Regions from separate parts of the Sus scrofa genome. Here region 2 is linked to region 1. Evidence: chromatin contacts called from public HiChIP or PLAC-seq data. All regions are on one chromosome and are shown on one strand. The core of a region is the stretch at or near the end of the contact, and the rest is flanking DNA. Distances in the headings are between cores, read along the strand shown. Region 1 has its middle 76 kb from the start of TM2D1. Region 2 has its middle 28 kb from the start of NFIA.

Region 1 (5,440 bases), core at 2,824-5,323:
TGTAGATTTGGCATTATGCATTTTTGTTCACGGGTTAGGTGGGTGGTCTAATACACGTGGTGAACAAACTGAGAGCAAACCTGAGAAGCCACTGCAAGTGGATGGCTTGAATTAAGGTAAATCCATGCAAGTTTTCCTGGGCTTAAAGCTGTTTGTTTGTTTGTTTGTTTGTTTGCTCTTTAGGGCCACACCCACAGCACTGGGAAATTCCAGGCTGGGGTCAATGGGAGCTGCAGCGGCTGGGCTAAACCATAACCATAGCAACTCGGGATCTGAGCTGTGTCTTCAACCTACACCACAGCTCATGGCAATGCTGGATCCTTACCCACTGAGAGAGGCCGGGGATTGAAACCACATCCTCATGGATACTAGTTAGGTTTGTTTCTGTTGAGCCATAATGGGAACTCCCTAAACCTGTCTATTCTATTCTAAGGGAAATGCCCGTGCTACTGATTGTTCTTCAAAAGTTGAGATGGCAATCATCCAGCTGTTTTGCCCTTTACCGAGATCACTAGAAGGAAATAATTCTAACCCAACCCAAAATACCACTTCTAAAGAAAAATTATGACCATATGCCCACGATGACCACAAAGCATGGAAGGATTTTCCGTTTTGTTTTATTTGTTTATCCTTTCCGAATGTCTTGATCTCTCTCCTCACACTTCCAACAACCCTCTTCCTCTATGGATCCTTGTAATCTCATCTACAGTGTAGACCAGGAATTCTCACTGAGTCCATTTCAAGACCTGAAAAGACTTACATGTACAGTTACTGCTCTGTGATGGACAGCGTACCCACTTGACTCGCGGGTGTTTAGGTGTGTCAGGACTGAATTTATACATTTCATGGATGCTGTCATTTGATAAATGATGGTCCACCTTTGGTCCCAAGAAGCAGGATAAAGGAGCTGTAAAAAACAAAGACAAAAAATCTGACAGAAATAGGAAAAAGTAATTGTTAATTCTGAGCAGTAGGTATAAAGATGTCTGAAGTTTGCTCTATGTGTCTGTGTTTGGAATGCTTCACAAATTTTTTTTTTTTTCTTTGTCTTTTCTAGGGCCGGACCCGCAGCATATGGAGATTCCCAGGCTAGCAGTTGAATTGGAGCTGTAGTTGCTGGCCTCCACTACAGCCACAGCAATCTCAGATCTGAGCCATGTCTGTGACCTACACCACAGCTCACTGCAATGCCAGATCCTTAACCCACTGAGCCAGGCCAGGGTCAAACCTGAGTCCTCATGGATACTAGTCAGATTCGTTTCCACTGGGGCATGATTGGAACTCCACAATTTTTAAAATTATTTTTCTATGAAAAAAAAAAAAAGGCTAAGAAGGTACCAGGTGCTCAAATTTTAAATGAAGAAATGAGAAAGAAGAGAAAAAATTGCACGGCAATTTACTTTTTCGGGGTAGTAAATTGAAGAAAACTCCAAACTGCTGTTGCATTGGAGGGACAGTGATCTAGGGGGTCCCTGGGAGCAATATTCTTATTCCACTGAAGGAGGTGAGCCAAGATACTTATAAGCTCTAGAGAACCTTTAACACAGGAAGCTATTTATCATAACAAGCTTGGTTGATACTGTTCCCATACTGAACCAATTAGGTTCGCCTATTTCGTCATACTTCATAACTTGGGATGATAGGTTTCCAAGTATGGTACAGCGTGGTAATTGAATTTTGATCAAACACACATGGCCCATAACCCAGTATGTGAAATTTTCAGAACAGTTCACAGCTTTTAAATATCCAGTCAACATGTTGCCAAAAGTACAGGATGTACTTGATGCAAGGGGGAGAGAAAGGGGAGGGCTGAATCTTGGTAGAGCTGTAAAACAAATATTTTTGTTCTTGTTCTCTTCTTATTTTTCAAATAGCAGTGGGATATCATATCATAACTCAAGTCTTCCCCTTGCTTTGCTCCACGTACTTAAACATCTTTGAGTCTCATTTCAGATTACCATTTTTTTTTTGCATGAATTTTCATATCACAGACCTGTTACACATGACCTGCTCCATTTCTCATTGCAGCACAACCCAGGGTATTTCTCGACAACCTTCTATATGTCAGGCGTTGGGTATAGAGGTCAACTCTCTCAAATAAAGAGACACGATCCCCACCTTCGTGTGCTCTACTGTGGATGGGGAGACAAACATAAAATAACTAAAAGCATCAATATTTCATTATTGTAACCTATGATAATTAACATGAAGGAAAAACAAAGCATTAGGAGGGACAATAACGGGGATCTGATTTGTCCAGGGAAGAGGAAATAGCGAGGAGAGGCAGGGAACACATTGCCAAGAAAGTGCCACTGAAATTGACTTCTGAAAGATGAGAAGTGATCCAAGAGGGTGAATGAGTATTCACAGGAAAAGTAAGCACAGGGATAGGCTTTGAAGTGGGCAAGGCTTTGGCAAGTTCAAGGACCCGAAGGACAGTATATTCAGTGAGAAAGAGGCTAAAAAGACAAGCAGGAGCCAGACCACACCACACCACATAAAGGATTATGCTAAGTGCAGCCATTGAGAAGTGGTTGGCCAGGGAGTGACATGATGGGAGGCAGGCAAGACAAGAAGCAGAAAGACTAACTAGAAGGTTTTGGCAATCATCCAGGTGGAAAGTGATAATGGCTTGGAATGGCACAATGGCAGAGATGAAAAACAGTGGACGAATCTGAGAGATAGTTGGGAGAAATGACATGACTTGGAGATAACTGGACGTGGGAAGTGATGGAGAAGGAAGTTCCAAGGACATTCCCAGGTTTCTAGCTTGAGCAACTTAAGGAAGACAGTCTAATAAATAACAACTCGTTAGTATAACTCATAGAGCGACACGAAATGATAGGACTACATCATTCTTACAAGCTCCCAGATCTGCAGTGATATTCTGTTCTCACTGGATTTTGTAAGAACAGATGCATTAATCAGATGGTGGGGATATAGAAATTTTCCACCTACATGCATATCAAACTTTCCTTACCATAAGCAAAAGAACGTCTCTGAGCTATTAAAATCAGACTTAAACTTAAAATTTTTACTTTCATCTCTACAGTCATAGATGTCTGGCCATTGACTTAGAAGAACTTGAAAGAAAACAAATTTCCCCTTTGAAAGCATTTAAAAACAAAGGATGTTTATTTGTTCGACCACGAGATTTTTTTTTTCCGGAGCATTTTTAGTGTGAGGGGTATGTGGTAAATAAGACATGTTCCCTGCCTTGGCAAAGAGTATATATTCTATCAAGGGAGAAAGAGGCATAAAAATATGCATAATACAGTGTCGTATGTCACATAGCTCAAGCAATAGAGTTATATTGAACAGATGACAGAATGATTAATTCTTCAGGGCGAGTGGCACATAGGCATAGCTATGAAAGACTTCAAGGGGGGTGCATTTGAGAATTCTTGAAAGACAAACAAGAGTTTGTGAAGTAGAGCAAGGAGGGGGGAGAAATTCTAAGAGGATGTCCCTAGAGGACTCTGGGTACTCAGAACTAGAGCCATCGGGGTGAAACCACAGGGTGTCTGATCCTGTGTCAGAAAGCCATGCTTCCATTCAAAGTCTGGCCATCACTACCCATCTAGTCCAAGCGTTCTGCTCTCCTTTGACCAAGTAGAGAACTCTCATTTGCATGGGCCCCAACCCACAACATCCCCATACTGTGACTGTTGCCTGGAGATGGCTCACATTTATCTGTTGAGATGAGTGGTCCTCTTTCTCACAACCCAGCTAAGGCCACTGGACCCAGTTTTCCAAGGTGCCTAGAAAGATGAGGCTGTGGCCCAAGGTAATGCTTATGTGGGCTGGAGGATACAGAGAATAGAATGGCTGCGACCTCTAGACTCTGTCTGGCTACTGGTACAGCCCCTCCTAAACAACAAACAGACTTAGTGAGTGACCACGCCACCAAAAAAGTGTGTGTGGGGGGGGGGGAAAAAAGCGTGTTTGTGTGTGTGTGTGTGAGCGAGAGAGAGATCTTTAAATTTTAATAGCTATTCAGACAGTCCTTAGAGAGAGAATTGGCAGCTTTGGCCTAGAGGCTGCCCCCCACCTGTCTCCAGGCACTGCAAACACAGCTGTGTAAGAAGGAGACAGTCAAAGCTTCCAAGGAGGAAAAAAAACACAACACCACGGTGCAGTGTGGGGTGGGGGGGTAGGGGGTGCAAACAATGGGAGGGCCTTTCTCACAAACCCACTTGGGACAGAGCCGGTCTAGCAACTGCAGAAATTAGCAAGGAGGACGCGGGCAGGTTTACAAACAAAAACAAAAACCACCCCTCCAGCCTAAAGTAAAATCCTTCAAGACCCAACTCAAGGGCCACTTTAAACCCATTTTTAAAGGAGGAGACGGAGCGCACAGCTCAAGCTGAGGGGGGAACAAGGTAGCCTGCTTTTCTGGCAGGGTTCGCCTTCAGGTGTTGTCCTCGCATCGAGGTGAAATGCAAAGACGATTGATGCTCTGTCAGAGAACTCAGAGCGCCTTACGCGAAACGCAGGACGCCCTGGGAAGGTGCCTAGAAACTTCTTTATCTGGCTTTTTTTCCAGACTGAAAAGCGCAGGCATTTTTCAAGTTCAACTCTTTAGAAAAGTCAGGAGAAGCAAGATTTCAACAGATGTTAGCGGTTCTGCAGTGGTCAGGGGGGGCTGCCCCTCCGTGAAAAAAAAAGGGGGGAAATGAGAAGAGGGAGGGAAACAGGTCGTCGTAGAAGAAAACCCAAGCAAGGCGGTATTTTCGGTATCATTTTAATCACAAAATAGCACGAATGCGGTCTGTGCCTGCGTGCTACCCAAACGTCGATCTGAATACCACTGAACGCTGGTTTGAAAATTTCCATTTTTGTAATTTGCTTTCCTTTGTTAAGCCAAGACTTGAGAGGAACCTGGCAGCCGTCTCCTAGTCTGGCACGATTTCCCCTCCGACGCACTGGGTTGGTGGGGACGTGGAGGGAGGCCTCCCGAGAGAGGAGAGGGAAGGCGGGTTGAGAAGCGTCGGCGGGGCCGCAGCCTCTCAGCCAGGGGGTTTGGCTCCACCTACAGGAAGCAGAAGGTACTTCAAGCCGATCCCTCTTCTGCCGCGGAAACCGGGTGGGATGGGGGTGGGGTTGGGGGACAACTGCTGGTGAATTTCCCGGCCAATCAGAATGCGGCGTGTAAGGAGCTGGCGGTCAGGACTCGGCAGGTAGAGATCTGCATCACCAGATCCAGAGCAGCATATCGGATGCAGCGCCGGGATTCGTATTTGGAGGAGAAAAGACTTCAGGCCTCCTCTTATAACCTACGAATTGATTTCACTAGTTAAATATAAGCCCTATTTGGGCTATTTCTGATCCCAGTTCAGGGCCAGCACAGAGTCACTGTGCCCAACTGCTGGATGAATGAACAAACAAATGAATCCAACACACAGGATAATACACTCAATTAAGCAAGAGACCTAATGTG
Region 2 (6,024 bases), core at 2,780-5,279, 570 kb before region 1:
AGCCTTCTAAATGCTCTCTGTCCTGCTTTTGCCATCATTGTGACTTTGGTTTCTTCCCTGACAGATAAAATAAGCCACCAGCTTGAGGATTGGAGAGATTTAGGGGCTTAGCATTGGAGACCAAACATTTCCTCTAAGGAGGGGTGGGTGGAGGGCTGTACAAAAGCTGGTTTACTGAGAATCACCAGGGATCCAGCCCTCCAGTGGCCGGAGTAGGGCTCCTCCTTCTAGTTGATACACACATACCCTCTACTTAAAAAATCAGACACAGTGAATGAGCAGAAAACTTCTTTTTGGTAACTCAGAAGTTAGTATAATACCTAAGCAACACTCTAAAACAAACTTTGGCTTGCATTCCCCTGTACTAACAAAGTCCAAACTCTTTAATAAACCTTTCGAGATCTGACCTGTTCTCCGCCCTTCCTGCCTAGACTTTCTCCTTCCTGACCTTACACTTTAATAGCCAGCAATACTGATCTCCTCTCAGTTCCCAGAGAGAGCCGGCTTTCTCTCTTTCTCTCCCCTCCACCATGGACACAGTGTCCTTTGCATGGAATAATTTTCTATTCACTATCAACTCCAATTTATCCTTCAAAATTCAGCTCAGATGTCAACTCCTCAAGGAAATTTCCCATGACTCTCATGTCCCGGCGTAGGAGTAACTCCCATTTTATAGTATTTCGTGTTACTCCCTATCACAGCATCTATCAGTCTGCGCTGTACTCTGTTTACTTGCGTTGCCGGCTATATTAAGAACTTATGATGTCAGGGACTGTGTCTTATTTCTTTTTATACTCTGAGCACTGCACCTGGAAAAATGCTCCTTAAATTGGGTGTTTCCTGGAAGTTCCCATTGTGGCTCAGTGGTAACAAACCCAACTAGTATCCATGAGGACTTGGGTTCGATTCCTGGCCTCAATCAGTGAGTTGGGGATCCGCTGTTGCCGTGAGCTATGGCGTAGATCACAGACTCAGCTCTGAGCTGCTATGGCTGTGGCACTGGCCAGCAGCTGTAGCTCTGATTTGACCCCTAGTCTGGGAACTTCCATATGCCTAAAAAAAGACAAAGCATGTTTCCTTCCCCTGTAGATATTCTTTTACTCGTTCTCCAAAGCCAAGACTTTGTTTTTATTAAAGAAAACACAACTTAAAAAGTTCATTCCCACTAAGGAAACAGTGGGATGTACTTGCACAACCTTCTAGAATGATAAAATGGGGAGGGACGTAAGTAATCATAAACCATGGTCTCTATCTTTATGGCAAAGGAACTGAATTTCCAAGGGATGGATGGAATGACTTGTCCAAGATCATGTTGCAAGTTCATGGCCAAACTAGGATGAGATGCCAGTCTTTTAATTTTTAGACCAACATCTTTCCCACTAAATCAAGGCTCTTAAGAGCAATAACCCAGAGGAAACAGTGCTTAACTTACAGAAAAGAATCTCTACTGGTGGAATTTCAGGTGTTATGGCCTTCATTCTAGGGAAATATCTAGTGTCTTTCATCTCATGCAACATATGTCTACCCAAAGGGAGGAAAGGGAAACTCTACAACAGTAACATGGAGAAAAAAGGCCACATTTCACCATATATTTAATAAAGAGGATTTTGTTCTATGTTCAATAGTGTACATCCTCCTTAAGGTGTTGTAAAATTTTTTGAAGTTTAAACAGAAACATTAAGCCACATGTGCTTTTTTTTTTTTCTTTTTACGGCCACACCTGTGGCATATGAAGCTTTCCAGGCTAGGGATCTAATCAGAGCTACAGCTGTCGGCCTATGCCACAGCCACAGCCACAGCCACCCCAGATCCTTCGCCCACTGAGCGAGGTCAGGGATCGAACCCGCAACTCCATGGTTCCTAGTTGGATTCATTTCTGCTGTACCACTATGGGAATTCCTAAGCCACACATGCTTTTTTAAACTAGGCATTAATGTAATTAGAACTGAGTTTCAAAAGTTTGCTTTGTTTGGCTTCTTTAGTGTTCTAACAGTACCCTATGGAAAATAGAAGATATCTGTTTCTGAAATGTGTTATGATTTAAACTGATAGGTTGAAATCAATTGTGTCATGGAGTTCCCGTTGTAATGAACCCGACCAGTATCCATGAGGATGCGGGTTCAATCCTTGGCCTCACTCAGTGGGTTAAGAATTCAGCGTTGCCATGAGTTGTAATGGAGATCACATATCATGGCTCAGAATCAATCCCTATCCTGGGAACTTCAATGTACTGCAGGTGTAGCCCTGAAAAGACCAAAAAAAAAAGTGTTAGTTTTATTTCTAAATAATACTAGAACGTAAAAATGAAATACTCTGTTGCTGAGGCCCTGGCCTAGCCATGGGGCAGTATAATATAATGGTAAACAGCATGGGCTCTGGAGCCAAACTGAGTTTGAATCAGGACTTCTAACTAACTTTGAGCAAATTACTTATCTCTGTGTCTGGAGTTTTTCATCTGGAGAACGGGGATATTAATAGTACCCATTTCAGATGGCTGTTGTGAAGATTAAATGAGATAATACCTGTAAAGTGCTTAGAACAAAGCTGGGCACATGGTAATACTTAGAATCAGTTATCACAGCAGGGGCTCTGTAAATAAATGTGAGTTGAAAATAATCAACAAATCCATCTGGAAGTGGGAGTTAACTACTTCTGCCCCAAAATACAAAGCTCCTGCTATTGAAATAATTTTAGAGAATGGGAACATATCCCCACTGACTCCCTATAATATTATGCCACAGGAAGCCCCACAAAGGAAAACTTGATAAAATACAAGCATTAAATGTTATCCTCTAACTATTCATAATTTCTAGATTTCCACAAAGCAGTTCTTCCAAATCGTAATTAAGGGTTTGAAAGTCAAATGATTTAAGTGCTAGTTTTAATTACCGCTTGGTGAACTTTAGTGTGTTAGAATTGTCACAACTTTCCTTAAGGATTACTCTGAAGCCAGGCAATACTGGGAAATTATTAACTCCTACTTTGGTACAGCAATTATCTGCATTACAAGGTTTATGCAATTAGCTGTTTAAGATGTCATTATATTTTGCCATCTGGTACACAGGAGTTTATGCATATGAACAGGCACGTGTTGAAGTGATTTTCACTATATGACTTGTTCTCAACCCAAGTCATCTCTCTAATGAGGGGAAGTTACCGTGCACCGTACATTAGTGGCAGGTGCACACTATCAAGCTTCATTTTCATCGAAGACCTTCATTTTTCCATTTTAAAGTATTTTGCACAAGTGCTGGAAAATTAATTAGTCGTTTGCCATTCAACAACGCCTGCAGACGTGCTCCTTAGCAGTTAGAGGGGGTCACGGCTTCAGTTAGGGGCCACTCCTCCTCCTCCTCCTCCTCCCCCAGAAGGCTGCGAGGAACCCTCGTGGGTGAGAAGAGCGGGGGGCGTGAACCGCTGCAGTAGACGGAGCAGGGAAAGGGGGCCCCGCGGCGGGGTTCGCACCCCCCACCCTCGCCTTCCACCGGAGGGGGGAGCGAGGCGGGCGGGAGCCGCGCGGCGTTTCCCGAGACCTCGACTCCCGCGGGGCCAGCGCGCCGCCCGCCCGCCGCTGTCCCTGCGCGGGTCCCAACTGACACGCATTAGAAGAGCGCCCTCTGCCGTCCGCTCCCGACCGCCGGGTAAGGGGAGAGACAAGGAGCGGCCGGCTCAATTTTACCCCGGGTCAGCACGCCGAAAGCCGGACTCGCCAAGGGCTTGCAGCGGTGCGCACGCGCCGTGCGCGGACCCCGCAGTCAAGCGCGCCGGGGTCGCGCGAGGACTCAGCCCCCCGCCCCAGGCTTCTGCCCCCAAGCAGATCTCCAGCCCTGCCCCGGCTGGCGTGCGGGGTCCCCTGGGAGGCCCCGGCCTGGAGGGCCAGACGGGGCCCTGGGTTCTGAAGGCCAAAAGGAGGGAAACCTCTGGCGGGGACGGCGGCAGGGCGCCAGGCGGCGGGGGCTCCGGCACCTGCCCCTGGAGGTGTCCCTCTGCCGCCCGCCGCGGGGCCTTTGTCGGTAGGTTCCTTCTGAATCGCCGCTGGGCCCAGTCGTCCCGGAGAGGCGCGCGGGCACCTCGCCGAGCCGGCCCCGCGCTGCCTTTGAAACGTGACACTGACGAACGAGCTGGGCCCGCGGCTTTCTTTGGGAGAGTTGGGAGTCGCCCATCGCGAAGAATGTGGCTCTCGGGTTCCCAGGGAAACGTTCTGCCCCCACCGTTGCTACCGACTCCCCTCTCTTCCCAAACACCCCACAGCACGCACGTGTTTCCTCTTTCCCAGCCCGCGTGCCAGGAGGAGAGCCTAAGTTAGGGAAGGAACCTTCTGAGCACAGGGACGTCTGGATTTGTGGAGCCTTTTGTCTGCGGAGTCTGACTGCAGAGGAGCCTTTAGCCTTTTACGTTTGGGGTCTGAGGATGCCGCTATGGGGACCGAGGGAGAAGAACCTGGCTGAACCTGTCTCCCTTCACCCCCTTTGTCTTGTTTCTGCACCGGCCCTTTGGGGGGGGCGGGGGGGGGTGCTGAGGGCAGATTGGATGCTTACAAGCCACCAACAGATGTTTCTAGATAGTCGGCAATGTGTGAAGCACCAGCAATCACTGAGAATGAGAAAAGGAATTTGCAGGCTGATTAGAGAGTAAAATTCAAAAAAGGGATAAATTGTTTTAATATTTAAATGGTGCAGCCAGGCCTGAGTGTACAAACAAAGGGTGGGTAAAATTAGAATGGGCTATTGGAGTCTCGGAACTTCTATACCTGGCATTCCTGCAAGTGAATTGCAGGACAGAGGGGATTCTGTGTTGCCACAGCGCAGAAAACAGATACTTGATAAAGTTCGAGATGATAATACCAAGAAAAAGAGCCAAAAAGGTTGAGAAGGCTGAAGGGCCTAGAACTGAATGGATAAAATAGGAAAGGCTTGTGCTTTGGGGCCAGACTAGACTAGGTCTAAATCTTATTTTTACCTCTTGCAAATAGTAATGAGGAGTCTGTTCCCCTCTGTGAAATGGGATAATTATGCCTCAGTGTTGTGAGGGCTAGATGAGACCATGTCCTTGGCCATAATACATTCAGTATCAATATAACCCCTTCTTCTCTTTCACCATTTCAAGTGTTCTATGATCTCTAGGCTTCTTCAAGGTATTTTTAAAGACAATTCAAAGAAACGTGGCTCTGCCCCCTCGCTTAAATTCAGTCGCTTGTTGCCTCCAGACACTCGGAAGAGTCCATGCTATACTGTTCTCTTTTATAGCATCTAAATTTTTTGAAAATAGAGTTTTTACCATACGCTTCAACTGCAATCGACTTTCTGAGCAACTGTCCCATCAGATTGGTCTATCTAATGCCAATCCAATGTAACGTGGGCTTATTAGGCTCTGGCCAATGGCTTTGGCTGAAATCTCAAATTTCCATGAACAGGGGCAGTAGTTCATCTTCTCAAACAATCCCCACACCTGTCTGTTGTAAAGTGTCACTTTATTTTTATTTAGCATCTGCCTTCCCACTGCAGAGCCTACGCAGAACCACCTCTGGCCTGCACTTGACCTGGAGAGATACCCACATTCAGAGAAAGACTTGGGAAGGTCAAAAGCTCTGATTCAACACAGGTGTTATGAAGAATACTAATGAGTTTCAAAATGACCTGTAAACTGCATCCCCACTCTACCCTTTCATTATTAAAAGAGCCCTGGATTGCTCACTGCTGGGGAAAGTTATCAAAAAGTGAGGGCTAAGATCTCCAGATATACACCCATATACACATACCAACCAACATGTGCTTTGATGACATAGAAGCACAATTACACATCAGAGAATAAAACAGGTGTCTCCAAGATATACTGTTGTCTCTTATAAAATGTCTCATTATAAAATGAAGCCATAAGCTACAAGTCCCACCTTTCCCAGTCTTCTCCATTCATATATTTATATACCTATACCTAAAGATGATGAGTAAGATTCTAGGATGAAAATAATAATTTCATAAAAACATGTTAGCTCAACTTATGACTAGGATCTGTTCTTTTTATGGC

What was found. HiChIP or PLAC-seq counts read pairs in DNA pulled down with a chosen protein or histone mark.
Region 2: a contact with region 1 is called in an H3K27ac HiChIP or PLAC-seq map of skeletal muscle, with 18 times the contacts expected there. The contact joins two enhancer-like sites. A contact is called at or near these places in 21 of 47 Hi-C or Micro-C datasets (adipose tissue, alveolar macrophages, brain and 12 more) and 2 of 2 datasets of contacts at active chromatin or transcription factors (alveolar macrophages and skeletal muscle).

Annotation. Positions count from the first base shown.
Region 1 is chr6:150,688,689-150,694,128 of Sscrofa11.1, reverse strand. No RefSeq gene overlaps it. Among named protein-coding and RNA genes, the nearest start is that of TM2D1, 76 kb to the right of the region's middle. Within about 2 kb of position 4,073, at least 39 of the 83 cell types and tissues checked have an H3K27ac peak or open chromatin away from gene starts, as enhancers often do. A contact at or near this core is called in adipose tissue, epiblast stem cells, fetal liver and 5 more, where this site is marked.
Region 2 is chr6:151,254,771-151,260,794 of Sscrofa11.1, reverse strand. No RefSeq gene overlaps it. Among named protein-coding and RNA genes, the nearest start is that of NFIA, 28 kb to the right of the region's middle. Within about 2 kb of position 4,029, at least 44 of the 83 cell types and tissues checked have an H3K27ac peak or open chromatin away from gene starts, as enhancers often do. A contact at or near this core is called in adipose tissue, epiblast stem cells, fetal liver and 5 more, where this site is marked.